Linked DNA regions of Mus musculus: all the other regions are linked to region 4. Evidence: chromatin contacts called from public Hi-C, HiCAR-type and promoter capture Hi-C data. All regions are on one chromosome and are shown on one strand. The core of a region is the stretch at or near the end of the contact, and the rest is flanking DNA. Distances in the headings are between cores, read along the strand shown. Region 1 holds the start of Otud4 (OTU domain containing 4). Region 2 holds the start of Anapc10 (anaphase promoting complex subunit 10). Region 3 has its middle 9.2 kb from the start of Hmox1. Region 4 holds the start of Tmem184c (transmembrane protein 184C). Region 5 holds the start of Mcm5 (minichromosome maintenance complex component 5).

Evidence for each region. Promoter capture Hi-C pulls out the DNA fragments that hold promoters and counts their contacts. Hi-C and Micro-C count contacts between places; a contact is called where the count stands out from the background. HiCAR-type assays count read pairs that join an accessible place to other places.
Region 1: a HiCAR-type map of astrocytes shows a contact between it and region 4, with 5 times the contacts expected there. The contact joins the promoter of Otud4 here to the promoter of Tmem184c in region 4. A contact is called at or near these places in 3 of 39 promoter capture datasets (embryonic stem cells, hippocampal neurons and pre-B cells), 2 of 115 datasets of contacts at active chromatin or transcription factors (astrocytes and large pre-B cells) and 1 of 9 other capture datasets (macrophages).
Region 2: a contact with region 4 is called in a promoter capture Hi-C map of pre-B cells. The contact joins the promoter of Anapc10 here to the promoter of Tmem184c in region 4. A contact is called at or near these places in 1 of 39 promoter capture datasets (pre-B cells), 1 of 115 datasets of contacts at active chromatin or transcription factors (astrocytes) and 1 of 9 other capture datasets (liver).
Region 3: a contact with region 4 is called in a promoter capture Hi-C map of hippocampal neurons, with 5 times the contacts expected there. The contact joins the enhancer-like site here to the promoter of Tmem184c in region 4. A contact is called at or near these places in 6 of 39 promoter capture datasets (the C10 cell line, the HPC-7 cell line, embryonic stem cells and 3 more) and 1 of 484 Hi-C or Micro-C datasets (B cells).
Region 5: a contact with region 4 is called in a Hi-C map of B cells, with 6 read pairs. The contact joins the promoter of Mcm5 here to the promoter of Tmem184c in region 4. A contact is called at or near these places in 3 of 39 promoter capture datasets (the HPC-7 cell line, embryonic stem cells and pre-B cells), 3 of 484 Hi-C or Micro-C datasets (B cells, CD8 T cells and muscle stem cells), 1 of 115 datasets of contacts at active chromatin or transcription factors (large pre-B cells) and 1 of 9 other capture datasets (liver).

The regions. Positions count from the first base shown.
Region 1 is chr8:79,637,775-79,641,326 of GRCm38.p6, forward strand. Otud4 (OTU domain containing 4) reads left to right here and starts at 1,902. Exons shown (of 21, transcript NM_001256033.1): 1 at 1,902-2,290. The coding sequence starts at 2,132. Gm51579 reads right to left here and starts at 2,131. Exons shown (of 1, transcript XM_030243905.1): 1 at 1-2,131. The coding sequence starts at 2,088. The coding sequence ends at 1,579.
Region 2 is chr8:79,709,810-79,713,661 of GRCm38.p6, forward strand. It overlaps Anapc10 (anaphase promoting complex subunit 10), which reads left to right and starts at 1,954. Exons shown (of 5, transcript NM_001357234.1): 1 at 1,954-2,035; 2 at 3,344-3,470. The coding sequence starts at 3,356. Abce1 (ATP-binding cassette, sub-family E (OABP), member 1) reads right to left here and starts at 1,931. Exons shown (of 18, transcript NM_015751.2): 1 at 1,734-1,931.
Region 3 is chr8:75,082,497-75,086,386 of GRCm38.p6, forward strand. No RefSeq gene overlaps it. Among named protein-coding and RNA genes, the nearest start is that of Hmox1, 9.2 kb to the right of the region's middle. Within about 2 kb of position 1,480, at least 286 of the 459 cell types and tissues checked have an H3K27ac peak or open chromatin away from gene starts, as enhancers often do. A contact at or near this core is called in the HPC-7 cell line, embryonic stem cells and hippocampal neurons, where this site is marked.
Region 4 is chr8:77,608,473-77,612,105 of GRCm38.p6, forward strand. It overlaps Tmem184c (transmembrane protein 184C), which reads right to left and starts at 2,181. Exons shown (of 10, transcript NM_145599.4): 1 at 1,631-2,181. The coding sequence starts at 1,753. It overlaps Gm39200 (a long non-coding RNA gene), which reads left to right and starts at 3,609. Exons shown (of 3, transcript XR_878939.2): 1 at 3,609-3,633.
Region 5 is chr8:75,107,175-75,110,870 of GRCm38.p6, forward strand. Mcm5 (minichromosome maintenance complex component 5) reads left to right here and starts at 2,335. Exons shown (of 17, transcript NM_008566.3): 1 at 2,335-2,447; 2 at 2,526-2,700; 3 at 2,916-3,042; 4 at 3,126-3,254. The coding sequence starts at 2,534.

The sequences.
Region 1 (3,552 bases), core at 652-3,151, 2.0 Mb after region 4:
TGCACATTTCAATCACAAAGAACAAATTTTGAAAGTTTTAAAAATTATCAAGCTATGAGCAATGTAATGTTAACCTTTATACATATTCCCCACAAATACATATGGGATATGAAGTTAGTCCCATAATTTCTTATTGAAGGAATATCAAAACCAGTATCAGAAGGCATTGCCTTCTCTGTGCACACACAGTCTGTTAATTGATCATATAGTACCTACTCACTTTAGGAAATGTATTTAAAGCACAAGTTTAGATATTAGTAAAAGAAACTATAGGTCTACAAGGTTGAATTCATTTTGGACCTGGGGAAGCACAGCTGGTAGAATGCTTGTTTAGCATGCATGAAGCTGAGTTTCATTCCCAGTGCCACACAGAACAGGATGTGGTGGCATACCAGTGATCTTAGTATTTGGGGAGGGTGGCAGGAGGCAAGATGGCCAGGAATTCCAGGTCATCTTTGGCTATATGGCAAGTTCAAAGCCTGACTGGGGTATATGGAGTATGCCTCTTAAACTAAGTCAAACAAAAAACAAAACCCTGGATTTCTCAAAGTGTTTCCCCTGTACAAGTAAACATTTTAAATTTGGGTCAAGGATTTTTAAAAAAAAAATTATTTAGCTTGCGATATATTTTCTAAAAATAGCACATTTATAGGAATATTTAAATATTAATAGCTTACATTTTAAGTAACGTGTTGCAATCCTACCACCTGGCATGTCTTGGCACCATTCCCAAGAATGCCTACACCTTTAAACCTAAGGTAATTTACCACTTTTCTTTTTCCAACACAACGTCAAGACCGAAGTTCTAATAAATTTAAATGATACGAGATGCTATTGTATGCTAGTAAAATAAAATTCTGACGTCCCAAGAGGTTAAGTTCCGGATTCGCAAACCCAATTGGACTGCTCAGGTCGGATTCCCCGTAGCGTTATCACCGAATTAAAAAAAAAAAAAAAAAAAAAAAAAAGAAGTAATTTCTTCTAACAGGGACAGCTCTTTGTGTGGCAGAGCGCAGCTGCTGTGACAGAATGAGCAGGCATGCCCTTGGCAAAGCCAGATCTTGTCAGAGTGTGAGCTGTCCCAATTTCAATCAACTGTCAACGCTTCATTGAGGGTCAAAATGGCTTAGGCTGGCGGCTCCAAGGGCCTCGGGTGAGGTGCCCGGTTTTCTGCTCTAAGCGTTTAGCCACCCCTAAGAAAACGCTAGGAGGGGAGGCCCTGAGTGGGGTGCGGACAGGTGCGTCCTCTGGAACTACACAAAGGGCCGGCGGCACCGCCACTGAGCCCCTAGCAACTGCACGCAAGCTGCGCTCGCGCGCTTTCCGCCGCCCCACGGCGCTCAGGGCGGGAGGCTCGCCGGGAGGGCGGGGCAGCGCGCGCAGGTCAGCGGCGTAAGCGACAGACACCCTCGGGCCTGCTCGCGGACGCGGCCTGGGAAGCGCGAAGGCAGTTCTAGGTTCGGCACCGCTAGCATTGTAGGGATTTGTAGTCCGCGAGCCCGTGGGGCACCTCCCCTCCGGGTAGGCCGACCCAGGCGTCCCCGCCCTCTGCACGAGGACTTCCTGCCGCGGCTTAAACTACAACTCCCGTCGTCCGCTGCGCCGAGGGCTGAAAGCGAAAACAAATTCTAGGCTGCGAGGTTGCTGCCCTCCGCCCGGCGCCCCTTCCCGCTCCCCGCCCCTCAGGCGCCCTCCGGCGAGGTGGGGAGACGAGCGGCCGTGGCTTTCTCTCCGCGTTTCCTCGGTTCTCGGCGTGGGGTGCGTGCGGGAGACGCAGGCCTCGCTTAATCTCAGCCGGGCGCGCCGCCGGGGCTTTTCTCGCCTCACACCGGTCGAGACCCGGAAACTTGTGGGGGCGGCGACCCCCGGGCTGCCCGCGGGCGCGTGTCCCTCCGCGGAGGCGGCCGCGTGCGGATGGCCATGCACTAGGCTGGGCTCACCTATGCTCCGGGAGAGCGCCGGCCACCGCCTCGGGCCGCTGCCGCCACCGCCTCTTCCTGCCGCCGCTCGCCGTGTCCGCGTCGGAGCCGGAGCCCGAGCCGCAGCCTGCCCCAGGCCCGGGCGTCGAGCAGCCGGCGGCGCGGCCATGTGGGGCTAGTTCGCCCCGCGCACGCTGCAGCGGACCGGCAACATGGAGGCAGCCGTCGGCGCGCCCGACGGCGTGGACCAGGGCGGCGTGGGGCCGCTGGAGGATGAGACGCCCATGGACGCCTATCTGCGCAAACTGGGCTTGTATCGGAAATTGGTCGCCAAGGACGGGTCGTGCTTGTTCCGGGCTGTGGCCGAGCAGGTAAAGGACCCGGGCCGGAGCCGGGCGGGCGCGGGGCTGGGTGCGACATGCCGCCCGCAGCTGCCTGGCCGCCCACGGCGGGGCTGCGCGTGGCTCGCTGTCGTCACAGCGGCCCATTGTAACGCCGGCACGGGACCGAGTGAGGACATCTCGGGCGGCCTGCTCGCAGCCTGACCGCCAGGGACCCAGCGACATGCTGTTTTTGAGTTGTGTTCCGCGTTCACCTGCGCTCAGTTTTTAGCAGCCGAGTGTTCCCACTAGTTAACCTCATGTTTACTGGAGGAGGTGCGGCACTCAGTGTGACTGCTTCACATTTTTTTTTTCCTGTTGCTGGACTTTGGAATGCGGGGTAGTCGGTCTCACCGGTGTCACTCGAAACAGGCGGCCAACTTTGCTGTTTAAGGAAAGCAGTCTTCCTGTATAGGGTCTTCCCAGTGACTTAATCTTGAGTAGGTCCCATACTATACTATGTTGGAATCAGGCAAGAATTTACTCTTCTAAAGGCCTTTAAGTAATAGGATGGATTTTCAGTATAGGCACATGTCGGGTTTTTTTTTTTGTTTCCGTTTTTTGTTTTGTTTTCCTTATTGGTCAAAAATTATTCCCAGTACAGATCGAACATTTTACCAAAGAGAAGTGAGTTAGAACTCAGGAGTGGGACGAGTTCCAGGGAAGAATACTCAAGGCTTTTCTTTTTTGAGAGCGAGCCCTTTTCCCCATGTTATGTAATCAGATGTAGGTGTGGGGTCACCAAAACCCATCCTATATTTGAAGACTAGCTGCTAAAGTAGTTGGATTAAAAAAGTTTCACATTACTGCTCCAGTTTGTATTTCATACCATTTACAGTTTGCTTTCCTTTGGCTTAATCTGGAGTTTTTATGGTTTTGTCCCCTCCCGCCCGCCCCCTTTTGTGAGCTAACTAGCTTTTAAGATTTCTGTTTTAGAATCACCAGGCTATGTATTTTTCAGAGTATGTAAATATGGAACACTTTGCACTTATGACAGGTATGTCCATTGAAACATTCTTTGATGCTTCCCAAACCATCCTACCATTTGATATCTCTTATTTTCAGAAATGTAGGAAGCTCCAGTGTGGGTGCTGTTTCCAGCCCAGTCTTTACTGTTACATAGGTAAACAGTCTGCTCCATTTGTGAGTTTTCCAGATGAAGAAGATTGTCTCCTTGTCTCAGCCTTCTTGGCCTCTAGCACCTCTAGAAGCTGAAGAGGGGAAGTGAAGTCATCCCATGGTGTCGGTTTATA
Region 2 (3,852 bases), core at 704-3,203, 2.1 Mb after region 4:
AAATGCTCTACTTTGTTTTGGTAGAGGTGAGCAAAGCTATAGTAATGAAAAACAAACCAAATCAACAAAAACTAAAACCTTAACTGTTGTGCTGACAAAGTCATTTCTTTAAAAACTGATACAGGTCTCCTAAGTTTAACTTAGAAATTAAATGATTTTACTTTACCTCTAAAGCTTACTTAAAACCCCAAACCAACCATGTACTCGTCAAAGAAATTGACTATTTTAGCAAACAAACTAATAAACCATGCATTCCAATACAAATAAAAAATGCTTTTCTACAAAGTACCCAGTAAATGAAAGTATTTTCAGAGAATAAATCTTTCACTATGATAAGAGCCTATAATAAGTAATATTTATAGGGAACAGAAATATACTAGAGGTGGCTAATTAAATTGATTTAAATAATAAAATAAATTATTTTACATTTAAGAAAAAGAAATATAGATTCTTTGGATAACGGTTACATAGGTAAACATAATTTGTGCAACCTCCCGATTTCCAAGAATTATGGAAATGGAGTTAGTTCCCTTCTTTCCAATAGAAAGACACCTGAAGAGGAATTATTACAGGAAAAACTTTTAGGAATACAAAAAGATCTGAAAACACTTAGAATGTTTTTCTGAAACATATTTTTGTCTTTGTTGTTTCATTTATAGAGGTGAGCTAAGCAGTGCTATGAAAAGATAAAACCTTAAATACATTTTGGTTCAAAAATATTTAAGCTTTTTGATTATAGTGAATACATTATCAACTGACAGACACAGGGTGACTACTTTCAGCATACAGGACCATAGGCTACAATACAAATGTTACTCTAACTCCGTAGTTTGTAGTCCCTTGGAAGAAAGGGCAAAGCAATAAAAGCTTTTTGACAGCTATTCCTTAGTTACCATTTTTACCATCAAAATAGAGAAAATACTTATGTAGCTCTTGAGGTTCAGAAATTCACCTTTGACCATCATTTATTTGCAACACATACTAAATACCTACAATGTATTAAGCCTAGAAAGGATATTTAAAGGCATTTTGAAGACAGCATCCCTGATGTCAAGAAGCCGAAGAGGTAATAAACAAGAGATTAAGTCACTAATGGGAAGAGGACAGGGTGCTACAAAGTGCTTCTCGGAAGTCCTAAAGACAGGCACTCAACTCGGAAACTCACTTGGTCTACTAACCGCAGTCCCAACTGAGAACACGTCGCTCTATGAGAAAGATAGAACGTTTGCCTATCATTTCCATAAAGTCTGGGACTGGACTAGGAGCACTGGACTTCATGGCGGCAAGATGCTATGAGTCAGTCCACAATTATTAAAAAAAAAAAAAAAGGATTACTTCTTACAACCAAATGCCAACATAGCCGTCTGACTGTGAGGGGAAGCTTGGGGGATCTGCTGGGTGCGGAGCGTCCTCCACAGAAGGGTTAGCTTGAGGGTGGGAGCGGGGGTGGGGGGAAGGGGCAGTGGAGGGTGGCGAGCAGAGGCTATGGCATCTGCGACCGTTCTCGTGGCAGCGGGCCGTGTCTGGAATACAGACGCCCTGAGGCCGGGATGGCCGAACGGACGCGCGCGGAACGCTCCGGCGTCCCAGATGTGCAGCTGGAGCCGGTTGCCACGCGCTACGGTCTCCGCTACTGAGGCCTAACTTACAGGCGTTCCGACTGTGTCCCTAAGAGTCTTCCCAAGGTGGCAGCCGGCCGCCTAACACCAAACCTCTCCCGCGAATTCTCGTACCTGGAGACAGCGGGCCCCTTACAGCGGGGCGTGCAGTAGCCAAAGCAGCGCTAGCCGTCAGGTCTTAGCACACAGCGTGTTCTTACCGCCACCGGCAAAGATGGCGGTGCACAGCCGCCGCCTCGCGCAAGGCATGAGGGCATAGTGCGCGTGCGCGACAGAGCGCAGAGTCGGCGCCCTGGAGGGAGTGATGACGTTGGTGACGTCATTGCGCCGCGACGCCAATGAACTGAGGGAGCCTAGAATCGTCGAGCCGCAGTGGGAGTGGCGGGGGCCTGAGAACCGGAATTGTGGCGAATCAGGTGTGTAAGACAGCGGCTCTCCCTCGGTTTAGAGAACTGTGTGCTAGCGGGCGCAGGTAGAGCCCTTCTCCCTAGTCTCGGCGGCGTTAGGCTTGCTGTCTCCTCAGGCTTTGTGGGCCTTGCTAATCCGGTAAGACGGAGGTGGTAGGCAGGATCCCAAGTCTAATTCTCAGCTCCTTCAGTATTACTGTTTAAGGCCAGGAACCCATTTCTTCCCTAGCGTTTTGTCTCATCTACTTGGCTGTTCTTTGAATTTTGTTCCCGTGTCGAGATGGGCCGCCCCTCTCCCCCTACATCTCCAATGGCATGGTATTCATGTTTTAACGGAATGTATGTCTCTGTGATTATGTAAATTATAAATTATTATTGTTTGTGCGGTGGTTATAAGGATAGTTTGGAATCCAAAGGGACGTGTCAAGGTGGTGGTCTATAGTTATGTTAGCCTTGTAGCAGAACTTTATGGAATTTATTATAAGTATAATTTACAATAGTGTAAAGTAGCCATAAAAGTCACCGAAACAATTTAACATGGTTTTCACTCTCCAAGAAGTTTTTTTTTCATACTTTTCATAGATTTACTAGGATTAACAAAAGGTAAGGAGGATGAAGGAAATATGAGTGATTATTTTGCCATTGAAATTTTACTTTATTTTTTTTTTTTGATATATTTCTGTAGACAGAGTATTGATAGCTTATTTCTTTGCCGTCAGTGAAATTAGCCAGTTTAAGCCAGATTAGAGTATATTAAATGCAGGTTTATTGGGAAGCTGATCTTAGATGGGCGAGTTCACTAGCCCCAAGGACGAAGGCCAGGGAAATCTCCATGGGGAAGCGGGGGGGGGGGGGGGGGGTAGGAAAGAGAGAAGGGGTTGAGTGCACGCAGAGAAAGAAGTGGAAAACAGGAAGAGAGACCAAAACGTCTGGTTTATATAGGGAGAAACCTCTGGGGGAAGGGCAGCCCAGCCCTTGGGCTGGAAAGTTCAAGGTTCCAGGCAGGATATCCAGATAGGGACTGAGGGATGCTGGGAGAACCTGGAAGCCAGGTCCTGCTTTGGTATTTAAAATATGCATCTCATTCCCTGGTCCCGGGTCTGAAACCAAACAGGTATCTCTGTGTAGTCCTGGAGCTCACTGTGGTCGACCAGGTTGACCTGGAACTCAGATTCTTGTGCTTCTGCAGCCTTTGCCTCCCTGAGTACTAGGATTACAGATATGTGCCACAACGCTGGGCACTGAAATTCTGTTTTTATATTTTTGCAGAAGGATTGTCATGGCATGGTAGAATGTATATTGCTTGTCTCTCTATAGAATAATTTAAAAATGACCACACCGAACAAGACACCTCCTGGTGCTGATCCTAAGCAGTTGGAGAGGACAGCAACAGTCAGGGAAATTGGGTCTCAGGCTGTTTGGTCACTCTCTTCCTGCAAACCAGGTAAGCAAAACAAAACCCCAGACTATGATAATCATTATTTACAATCAATCTTCTCTTCTCTTCTCTTCTCTTCTCTTCTCTTCTCTTCTCTTCTCTGAGACATGGTTTCTCTGTGTAGCCCTGGCTATCCTGGAACTTGCTCTGTATACCAGGTTGGCCTTAAATTCAGAACCTCTGCCTCTCGAGTGCCGGGATTAAAGGATAGCCTACTTAGAGTTTTCTTCTGCACTAGACTACCTTTAATGTACTTTTTGTGCAGATACTTCAATTTTAATGAACTGAGTTTTCATTTATTGCATATTTTTATCCAGCTACATTACTAATATCAATAAGATGTCTAGTATTTAGTATTAGATTTAACTTTTTCATAAGATCCTCTCCC
Region 3 (3,890 bases), core at 230-2,729, 2.5 Mb before region 4:
TTTGACCACACAATCTTTTACTCTCTGCTCAGGAACCTGTCCGTACTCTCTGTGTTCATCTCCATCTCCTGCAAAAAAGAGGCTTCTATGGTGAAAACTGAGAGATGGGTATAAAGATAAGAAGTTTGGAGGCAGGCTGGGTGTGGTGACAACTCCTCCTGAACCCCACCAGGTGTCACTTTCACAACTAGTGGGCCTGAAATGTGTTTTGTTTGTTGGAGTGTTTTCCTTTTTGGTCTACTGGAGATGGAACATGAACTTTGCGAATGCTTTACAGTGTACTTAAAATGTTTATGTAAAAGCCACGGTTAGAAATAAGTGGAAGGAAATCAGTCTTTGTTGAGCAGTTTTGTTTTTCATTTTTACCTTACATAAAGCAAATTATTAACAGAAATCAACTTGAGAAGTCCTGTTCAACCTCAATGACTCCCCTTCCTTTCAGAGGGGATGGGGTGATATCCTCAATCTGCTCCATCGTCATCCCAGAGGGAGCAAAAGCTCTGAGGGATGACCGGGCTCCAGGTCTTGGTCCCGATTCCCCTCTCGTGGCCGGAGTTTGATATACACAGGGCAGTGATGCTCAGCTCCTCGCACCTGGGCGGCCACATGGCTACATATAACGAGGTCTCATCTAATCAGTCTTTACTTTCCTTGCTAGAAATCCATAACATAGACAAAGGTATCACCCAATACATTCTATCCCTCAGCCTCTTGAGGTCCCAGGCTGATGACTTATTCTTCCTTCTCCTTTCAAGGTGCTATTTCTCCAGAGTTCTCCCTGTTAAGTACGGTTTTCTTTTTAATGATTTATTTATTTTTATTTTCTGTACAGTGGTGATTTGACTGCAAGTATGTCTGTGTGAGGGTGTCAGATCCCGTGGAACAGGAGTTACAGACAATTGTGAGCTGCTACGTGGTGCTGGGAATTGAACCTGCATCCTCTGGAAGAGCAGCCAGTGCTCTCAACTGCTGAGCCACCTCTCCAGCTCCTGAGCAGCGTTTTAGTCTACTTGTTTTTCCAGACAAAGTTTCTCTGTGTAGTCCTTCCTAGCTGTCCTTGTCACTTTGTAGACCAGGCTGGCTTTGAAATCAAAGATTCACTTGCCTTTTCCTCTAAGTACTGAGATTAAAGGCATGTGCCACCATGACCATCTGTTAACAGTTTTAAGGAAAAGAAGTGTGTGTGTGTGTGTGTGTGTGTGTGTGTGTGTGTGTGTGTGTGTGTGTGTGTGTGTAACTGACCCTGTTGAATTCCCAGCGGTGAAAGCAGCTGGTTCCCACCATCCTGAAGCTGTAGGCAGGGTCCACCAGATCACTTCTCCCATCTAGCTTCCAGGGGAGAGGACGCGGAGGAGCAGGGGCTAGCATGCGAAGTGAGCAAGCTGTTCCCACGGAGCAGCAGCCAGGGCAGTCTTAAGCAATCCATTAGGAATCCGGAGCTGTGCCTTTTCTGCTGAGTCAAGGTCCGGGGCTGTGTGACGCTGAGTCACGGTCCCGAGGTCTGTTTTCGCTGAGTCATGGTTCCCGTTGCTCCAGACTGAACCCTTAGGGGCGGAGTCCTGGCAAGGAGAGCGGACGTGCTGGCGTGGCACGTCCTCTCTGTGGGCGGGGGGGGGGGGGGATAGTTTAGGTTCAGATACAGCCCTTAAAGGCAGGGAACTATAGAGGGGCATAAAGCAAATAGTTTATATAACGTGTGTTTACAGACTCTTTAAAAAGAACCACTGTAAGAAGATCAACTCGAAGCTACCAGATACTTTGCCTTTATATTAATAAGTTAGTTTGAAATAACCATCCCCAAGTATGCCTTTCTGCATTGTAAAAATGGTGTGTGTGTGTGTGTGTGTGTGTGTGTGTGTGTGTTTTGGAGGGCAATTGAATGAAGGTTAGAGGATGACTTTGTGAAGTCAATTATCTCTACCTTTTCAAGGATTCCAGGAATTGACCTCAGGTGGTCAGGTTTGTACTACAAACATTTAACCCCAGTGAGCCATCTCCCCAGCTCTTGGCACAAAGATTATTTTGTGCTAAAGGCTTAAAGAAAAAAAAAAAAAAAAAAAGACAGGTTCTCATTATGTAGCCCTTACAGGCCTAGAACTCAGTTATCTCTATCTCCTGTGCACTGGAATTAAAGACACCACCACTAATAAATAATAAAAAGCTTAGTTAAAAAAACAAACAAGGCAAGGCATGTTGGCTCACACCTGTAACCTTAGTGTTTGGGAGTCTGGAGTCTAAGGCAGAAGACAAGTTAGTAAGTTCAAGGCTTTTGGGTTAGAGGGTGAGAACTAAGCCAGCCTGGTCTACAAAGCAAAACCCCTTTTCAAAACTTTATGTATCAAAACAAACCGCAAAACAAAGACAGGAAATCCAGCTTCCACATGGAGGAAGCCACTCACAGGCCAGGAGGAAAGCAGGAGGTCAGGAAGTAGGAGTTAAGGTAATGATTCTCTGTGAGTTCTGGTCCGTGGACACTTTCTTCCTGATAATCCTCCTTGTCTTGTTACAGATCCCCTTCATCTTAGCCTCACTCAGCTTAGTCACGCCTGGCTCCAAGATGTTCCTGTCTCTGCTTCCTTGAGTGTTCCTGTTCACACTCATTCGTAGTCACTCACGTGTGTATACTCTCTCCCTGTTGATGTCACATGCACTTGCATACTTTCTCTCTGCTAGTCAATCCTATCACTTAACTCCCAGACCGGGCTGAAAGCTCTGGACCCAGGGCACTTTGCCTCCACTTACAATATAATGAACCACACCAGTTGTTTGCAGTTGTACAGGAGTGCGGAGAAACTATCATCTGAGCATGACTTGATAGAGAATTTAAGTGGTCTGCAGTGTACTCTTTGGTGAGGGGAGGGGCAAAGGGGAACACAAATAAATGGGACAAAACTCTACCCATAAAAAGGTGTATAGAAACCAGGCAGTGGTGGCACATGCCTTTAATCTTAGGATTTGGGAGGCAAAGGCAGGCAGATTTCTGAGTTTGAGGCCAGCCTGGTCTACTGAGTGAGTTCCAGGAGAGCCAGGACTACACAGAGAAACCCTGTGTTGACAACCTCTGCCCCCCTCACCCCCCAAAAAGATATGTGTATAGAAATTCCTTGGTGATGGTATTTGTTCATTTGTTTTCGTTTTCTTGCTGCTTGTATGGACATTTGAAATCACTTCCCAAGAAAGGTTTACTTTTCTGTGTGGGATAGAAGTATAAGAGGCCCCCAGGCCTTAACACTCCTTAGTCCATATGGAAGTGACATCCAGAACATGGAACTCAGCACGTAGATAACAAGTACCACAAGTCCATAGGTCTGCGAAAGTCTCAAAATGTACTTACCTTGCTTTTTAGCTTCTGTAGCTCTGCTTCTGGCTAACTGTTCTTGTTAACTTTAGTGTATCAACCTAGAACATGGTCTTTGTGCTTAAAAGCTCAGCCTAAGAAAGGTTACTCCGGGGTTCTGAACACGTGAAGGTCAGAAGGCAACTCTATGGAGTTGGTTCTCTCTGTCCATCTTTGCATGGGTTCCAGAGAGAGCAAACTCAGTAATCAGGCTTGCTCTTTACCCACTGAGCCATCTTGACAGATAAACTCAAGAAAAGGGACAGAAGGAAGCTGATATTCATAACTGTGGTGGAGGACAAAGCTGTGCCGGATACTAGTGACTGCCCCACCCTAGTGCAGAAGGCTTTGGAAATTCTACATTAGAGAAACACTGGCTGGAAGGGCGAAAGAGGAACTGGCTCTCTCTGACCATAATGGACATAATGGACACTTCCTTTGTTCTTCCCCTGAGCCATGCCCACTTGCAAGTTTCTTACAGATCCTAACTGACCCAGCCCTCCCCACATGCCCTTAAGTGGATGCTGTTTTTACTTCACATTTTGTCAAATGA
Region 4 (3,633 bases), core at 931-3,430:
AAATCACACTCACGCCCATGATATTCGACTCCAAAATAGTTTTCTGACTGTAAAACATGAATTCCTGTTGAAGCACTGTTTATGATTGATATAACACACACACACACATACACACATATGTATTAAACGTGTGCTTTTATGTGTGTGAGTGTTGGTGTGCAGGTGTGGAAGTCAGAGGACAACACTGGGGAGTCAGCTCTTCTTCCACCTTGAGGCAGGGTCTCTTATTTCGGCTGGCTGGCTGTCGAGCTTCTAGGCAAGTCTGTTTCCATCTTCCATCTTGCCATAAACACCATTCGAGAGGGTTACAGAGATGAGGCTCAGGCGGCCATGCTTGTGTACATTTCATTTCCCTTTCTATACTGTATTCCAAGGAATACTAAGTGAGGAAATTACATTTAAATTAAGATTGCTAGACCTAAATTTGGGTGGACAAATCTCAAATTGCCTAAAAACATAACAAATGAGAAATATTTAATGTCATATTTAATACCCTTAAACACCTATATGAACTATAATTAGAAAAGCCAACAAGATTTAGTGAACAAAAAGATCCTATGAATATGTTTAGACACACTGATTAAAATATTTTCCATAATCAAAGGGGGGTGGGTTGTATGCATCTACCTGGTCTGCCATAACTCTTCCAAAATAACTGTTTCTTAATAAAAGTACTTTTTGGTTATTAATTCTAAGTTTTCACTTTATAGATATACTATAGACATAGGTTAGCTATCCAGCTTGTAATACTTTACTAATGTCACAACATGACATCAACAAAGAGGGCCAGAGAGATGTCTCAGCTGGTAGGTGCCTGTCTCCAACCCTGATAGATTCAGCTCAGTCCTCAGCACTCATTATGATGAGAGAGCAGAGCCAACTGCTCCAAGTTGTCCACCTTCAGACCTCCACAACTGGACCATCCCACGAACACACCAACAAATACACCTTTTTTTTTTTTTAAATATAAAGGAACACACAGGGGATGTTTGTAAAATTTTTGCTTTGGTTAAGGAGTAACTTCAGGTCTGGGGATGAAGCTCAGATGGTAGAGTGCTTGCCTCAAATAAACAAAGCCCTGGGTTCAATCCCTGCATTGAGTAAACAGAATGATGGATACACCGGTAATCCAAGCACTGGGAAGTTTGGATGCAGGAGGATCATCCTAGTCTACAAAGCAAAATCCAGAACAGCCTGGTTTACAGGAGATTTTAAGGAAAGAAACAAAGAAAACTTGTAACTTCAAACGTAAAGTTAATTAGCAAAGTCAATTTAACAAGAATCCTTTGGTTCCAGAAAACCGGCTAAAAGCCTATAAAATCCAGAACATAGTTTTTAAGATGGTTTATTTGGTCTGGTCAAGCCCTAGTACCTGCATAGCAGATCTGATTTCAAGAATAAAGTTCTTTCTGGGACTGATGAATATTGGGAAAGCGCCCATTGTAAGTAGGTGCTTTAACTATTTGTTTCTCGACCCGGACCTACCTCCAGTTGTAGCGGCTAAATAAAACCAGTCAGGTTGGTTTAATGTCCACAGACGAAATGTTTTTCAGACCTCAAGCATTAGAAGGCAGACAAAGGAACTCTGTCAACCAGCGGAAGAAAGGGTAGAGGTGCAGGACCCTCTTACCTTCATTTTTTGAAACTTCCAAATGCATATCGGAACCGCGACCAGGATGGTTGTTGCGTAAAAAAGTACCAACAGGGGTCGGATCCATCTCCTCCAGTTACTCCGATTACATGCGCAAGGCATGTTCTGTAACAGATTCTCTTTGAGTAGCTGAATAATCGAACCAAACCAAGAATTTGGCAAGTTCGCTTTTTCGGTTGTCTTCTCCGCTGGCGCCCTATAGGAAAAGATTTACTAGCCGCTGGCGCCGCGTTCTCGGGTCGCTCTGTGTTTGCGGCTGCTGCAGCGGTGGCCGCTCGGGATGCTCGCAGGTGCAGGCTGCATCCTCGCCGGCCAACCCGCATGGACTCAGTGCCGCCGCGGCGTCGCCTCCGCCTCACCTGGAGGTCACCCAGAGTCTCCGCTGCATCGTGACCCCGAGGACTATCAGGGTAAACTAGGGATTCTAGGCACTCGGGGTCTGACCTGCATCTGGTACCCTACCAGCCCTCTCCCTAGTCCAGCTCTGGCAGGCTAGTCTCCGCCCCCGGAAGACCCGGCCCAGAACTTCCTCACTCACGGCTTTGGAACCTCTACAGTACTCATCTTCAGAACTCATCTTCCGCCGACTATTCCACTTCCGTTTCCGATCAGATGCTTGCAGCAAATGATTTGCTCTGAGTTTCAAGCTGAGCTAAACCTTGTCCCGCAACGCAAAGCATTGTGATTGGTCAGTTACGGAGGAGGGCGTGGCTGTAACCTAGGTTACCGAGAGGGCGTGGCAAGGGCAGGAAGGAGAGTAGCGGCGGATTTCTGGCATCTCTAATTTACCTAGTCTAAGTGGTTCCCTAAAAGGGCTCCGAAAGTTGTAGGAACTGGGGACGTTTCAGAAACACCCGCTACATTCCTGAGACTTTACTCCATCTAAAGAAAAGTCATAGTGAGGGGCAGTCACTGTGGAGTGGAACTTGAAATAGCTTTATTTTTCTCAGAAGGCTTCCCAGTTGTCTTTAGGGGTGGAATGGGAAGCCCGCTGGAATAAGACAGAATAGGTTAGATTTCAGTCAGTTGCTAGAGTTTAGGGTCCTAAGGAGGAATTTGTCTGCATAATTTCTAGACCCGGCAGAAGAATCATTCTAAGAATAGCTTTTTTGAAAGTAACCGCCAATATGAAATGTTCACGTTTCAAACTTGAGTTAAAAAAAAAACAAAATCTTATTTAAGATTTAAAAGGTTGGTATTCTGACATCTGTTCTATACACCTAAAGCTTTTAGCTGTATAGCTTTACAGATCAATGACACATGGGATCTTAAATTCTTTCTAAATCAAGGGAACAAGCAAACATCTGAGTCCCGACTAGACACTGAACACTGCATATATTGTCATTTTCTGAAATCAAACACTAACTTCTCTACCCATTTTGTATGAGTTGATCTGCATAAAAGTACCGAGTAGCGATGGGTAGTTTTCTGTTTCACAGATGAGAAAAGTGTCAAGTGATTAATAGTACCTATTAAGTAATAGAGCTGTTTTCTCTGACTTTGGACTCTGCTTGATGTTTAAATATTTGCCATCACCTGCAACCAGGGGACTTCTGCCTATTAGCCATCTGGACAAAATGTCATGGACCAGAGTCTCAAAGTATACAGATGAAATCACATTCCTCAGTTACCAGAGCCTGGAGTCTGACTTCTGCAGTCTTTCTCCTGTGATCTCCATTTTGCACATTTCCTTAAAGGGGCTGTAGGACTTTAGTTTGGTCTACACTATAAGTTAAAATAGTTGGTTTTAAGGAAATTCCTAACCATTAATGAAATCTTGGTATACTGTTGAAGTTCAGAAAATTAGGGAAAACTCTTGCTTTACAGCTTATCACCACTACTTATTTCTTGGCAAATGGCAGTCTTTTTGGATAGGCTGTCTAACAGGACTTGTTTCTGTGTGTCCAGCCACACTCTTACTGCTTCTGATAGCCATCTTCTCCATTCCTTCTCATAGGAAGCCAATTTTTTACACAATTTCT
Region 5 (3,696 bases), core at 1,085-3,584, 2.5 Mb before region 4:
AAACAACACATTCCTCTCCCCTCCTACCAGGTTAGTTTAGGGTCATTCAACTACAAAGTCCCCAAGTTGCCTGTTTAATGGATCTGAAAGACTTATGCCTTCATTCCTCTCTCCTTAAGTCTATCTATCCATTTCTTTCTTTTTTTTAAGAGTTCTTATTTTGGGGGGGTGGGTATGGGGGGCTTTTGGGATAGCATTGAAAATGTAAACGAGGAAAATACCTAATAAATAAATAAATAAATAAATAAATGCAAAAAAATTAAAAAAAAGTTATTATTTTTAAGTCCTTTATTTCTTTCTTTCCTTTCTTTTCTTTCTTTCTTTCTTTCTTTCTTTCTTTCTTTCTTTCTTTCTTTCTTTCTTTCTTCCTTCCTTCCTTCCTTCCTTCCTTCCTTCCTTCCTTCCTTTCTTTCTCCCCAGACAGGGTTTCTTTGTATTCCTGCTTTCCTGGAATTGCTCAATCTCAGCCTCTCCTCTGTAGAGCTCTGTAAAGCCTCTGCCTCCTGAGTGCTGGGATGAAAGGCATGCGCCACATCTGGCAGTTGATTTATATTTAAAGATATATGTATGTGTTTTGCCTATTTACTGCATGCATACCTGGTGCCTGTGGAAGTCAAAAGAGGGCATCAGGCTCCCTGGATGGTTGTGAGCCACCATAGAGAACTGATTGTCTACAAGAGCAGTCCCAGCAGCTCGGCATTTAATTGCCGAGCCATGTCGCCAGGACTCTGTCTTTTTTTTTTTTTTTTTTTTTTTTTTGGTTTTTCGAGACAGGGTTTCTCTGTGTAGCCCTGGATGTCCTGGAACTCACTTTGTAGACCAGGCTGGCCTCGAACTCAGAAATTCGCCTGCCTCTGCCTCCCAAGTGCTGGGATTAAAGGCGTGCACCACCATGCCCAGGCATAGGACTCTGTCTTTTGACCAGTGAATTTGCTGACTCTGCTTCACTCTGACTTTTGCTAAAATTCTGTTCAGTGCCTAAGTCCAGCATTCCATCTGTACCTGAGGGGAAGCCCCAGCCAACAATGCGGAATTACATCCCTGCTATTGGTGACAACTGTTAAGAACAGCCTCGATTTTGGTCAAGAAGCAAATAAAGCAATCTAAAATAAAATGTGTTAAACCTGTCTTGGCACACAGGGATTACCATGAAATGCTGAGAAAACCAAGTCTTAGATTCACCTGGTATTTTTTTTTAATTGCAAAAATGCTCAAACTTTATTCTCTGTAAATATATGTTTGAATGGTTGCTGCAGCAATAGGTTTCCACTTGTTCGTGTGGATGGGAGGAACTCAAAGGAAAATCTACACTAAGGTTGCTATGCTAAATCTGCCTCCCCCCCCCCCCAAGATTTCCATTTGGAATTTGGCCATGAATTTTGCATGGTTTAAGCATTGCCAAGGAATTAAAAAAGTTCTACAGTCATCATAATTATTCGTCTGAATCTGAATGAAAGAAAACATCCCTGGCTTCCTGGGCTTTGGTACTATCTGAGTAGGGGAAGGTGAGCCACCTGGTCCCAAAGCTGCGGAGACAGCACTCTGGCACCTCCTGCCGGGCTGGAGCAAGAGTACACCTCAGGCATACTGCTTTCTCACAGCAGCTCTGAAAGGGGTGGTTTTCTCATATACTTATTTTAAAGGCAGGGTTTCTTCAGCCTCCCTAGTGCTAGCAGATATGGGGGAGGGCTGATAAGTCTACTTTTTATTTATGTGTCTGTATCCAATTGCTCAGTCATTGCTCCAGTCCGTTTCCTTTTACTTAAAAAAAAAGTGTACTTATGTACAGATACATATATCTTTCTCTCTCTACATCTAACATGTACGTGGCCCATAGAGGCCAGGAGAGGACATTGGGTTCTCTGGAGCAGGAGTCACAGGCAGTTCTGAGCCCCTGACTAGGGTACTGAGAACAGAGACTGGGTCTTCTAAAAGTACAGCAAACGCTATTGACCACCGATCCATCTCTCAAGTCCCACCTTTTTACTTGGGAAAGGGGCTCCCTAAGTCACCCAGGCTGGCCTTGAACTTGCGATCCTCCTGCTTAGACTTTACGAGGAGCGGGGCTGACAGACCTGCGCCACTGGGCTAGGTTTTCTCCGAAGGCCTAAGGTTTAAACGCTCACAAAGCTCCCGAGCCTCTCCGCCATCTTTGCTCGGTTAGCTGCTAGCGCCAAGAACTTTCGCGCCAAAACGTCCAGCCTCACAAAATGGAGACCGGAAAGAGTTGACTCGTGACGTCACCAAGACGCCACAGCCAATCATCTTGGGAACCAGGCCTTGGAGGCGGGACTCAACCGGCGCAGAGCAGTCCAATAGCTATCCGCGGCGCTGAACGAACCAATAGGAGCGCAGAGACCGCGGTGGACAAACGCGGAGGCTGGTTTTTCCCGCGAAAGTCGGCTTCCTCTAGGAGGGCTGAGGTTCGTGTGGCGCGCCGCTGTGAGGTGAGGGAATTGCGGGACCCCGTCTAGGGAAGCTCCCGCCGCCCCGGGGTGCTCAGCTCTCTGTCTCCCTTGACCCAGGTACAGTCATGTCGGGCTTCGACGACCCGGGCATTTTCTACAGCGACAGCTTCGGTGGCGACCCCGGTGCGGAAGAGGGCCAGGCCCGCAAGTCGCAACTGCAGAGGCGATTCAAGGAGTTCCTGAGACAGTACCGAGTGGGCACCGATCGCACGGGCTTCACCTTCAAGTACAGGTGCGACAGTGTCCGTGAACCATTCTTACGGGGGACGCCTTTTCTTGACAGTCCCTCTTCAGGCCTAAATTTAGGATAGAGTGGTCTACAATTAGGTGTCTTTTGAGAGAGGTGGGGGCATTGGTGCCTGTGAGGACCGGGGTGCACAGGCACTGCTGCTGACGGTCCCTCAATGCACCCTTCCTGTCCCTCTGCCCCTTTGTTGACCACTAAAGAGATGAACTCAAGCGGCATTACAACCTGGGTGAATACTGGATCGAGGTGGAGATGGAGGACCTGGCCAGTTTTGACGAGGAACTGGCTGACCACTTGCATAAACAGCCGGCCGAGCACTTACAGCTGGTGAGTAGCACCCATTTCAGAGCCTCCTAAACCCGGGCCCTGCCCCATCATCACCAGCAGCTTATGCCTTTCCTCTTCTTCAGCTTGAGGAAGCTGCCAAGGAGGTGGCAGATGAGGTGACCCGGCCCCGGCCAGCTGGAGATGAGCTGCTCCAAGACATCCAGGTCATGCTCAAGTCAGATGCCAGCCCGTCGAGCATTCGGATTCTGAAGGTAGGAGTTTATTGAATGGCTAGTCAGGGTGGCATGGCCGCTGTGTGGTGCAGAAGGCGTCTGAGACAGGTAGCTTGGAGCACCAGATGTGTGACCCTGACCAAGACATTTGACTTAACTTAGTCTTTATCCTGTGTAAAATTACCTCAATGGGGTTGATGTCTTAAAGGGAAGGCAGAGTTGAGTCTTGCAGAACAACAGTGAGTTCCTATCCATCAGGGAGACTAAAAAAATAGTAAATGCCATCCATAACTGGGAGGCAGAAGTAGAAGCCTGGTGTACATGAGACCCTGTCTCGAAAAGAAAAGAACGTGGGGACAATGTGGCTATTGCTGAGAGGGTAGAGAGTTGAGGAAGAATACTTTAGAGGAAGTGTTGTTGGAGCTGAAATTGATTGATGTGTAGCCAGTCGGGTCAAAACCTTGAAGAGTGTTCCACCAGA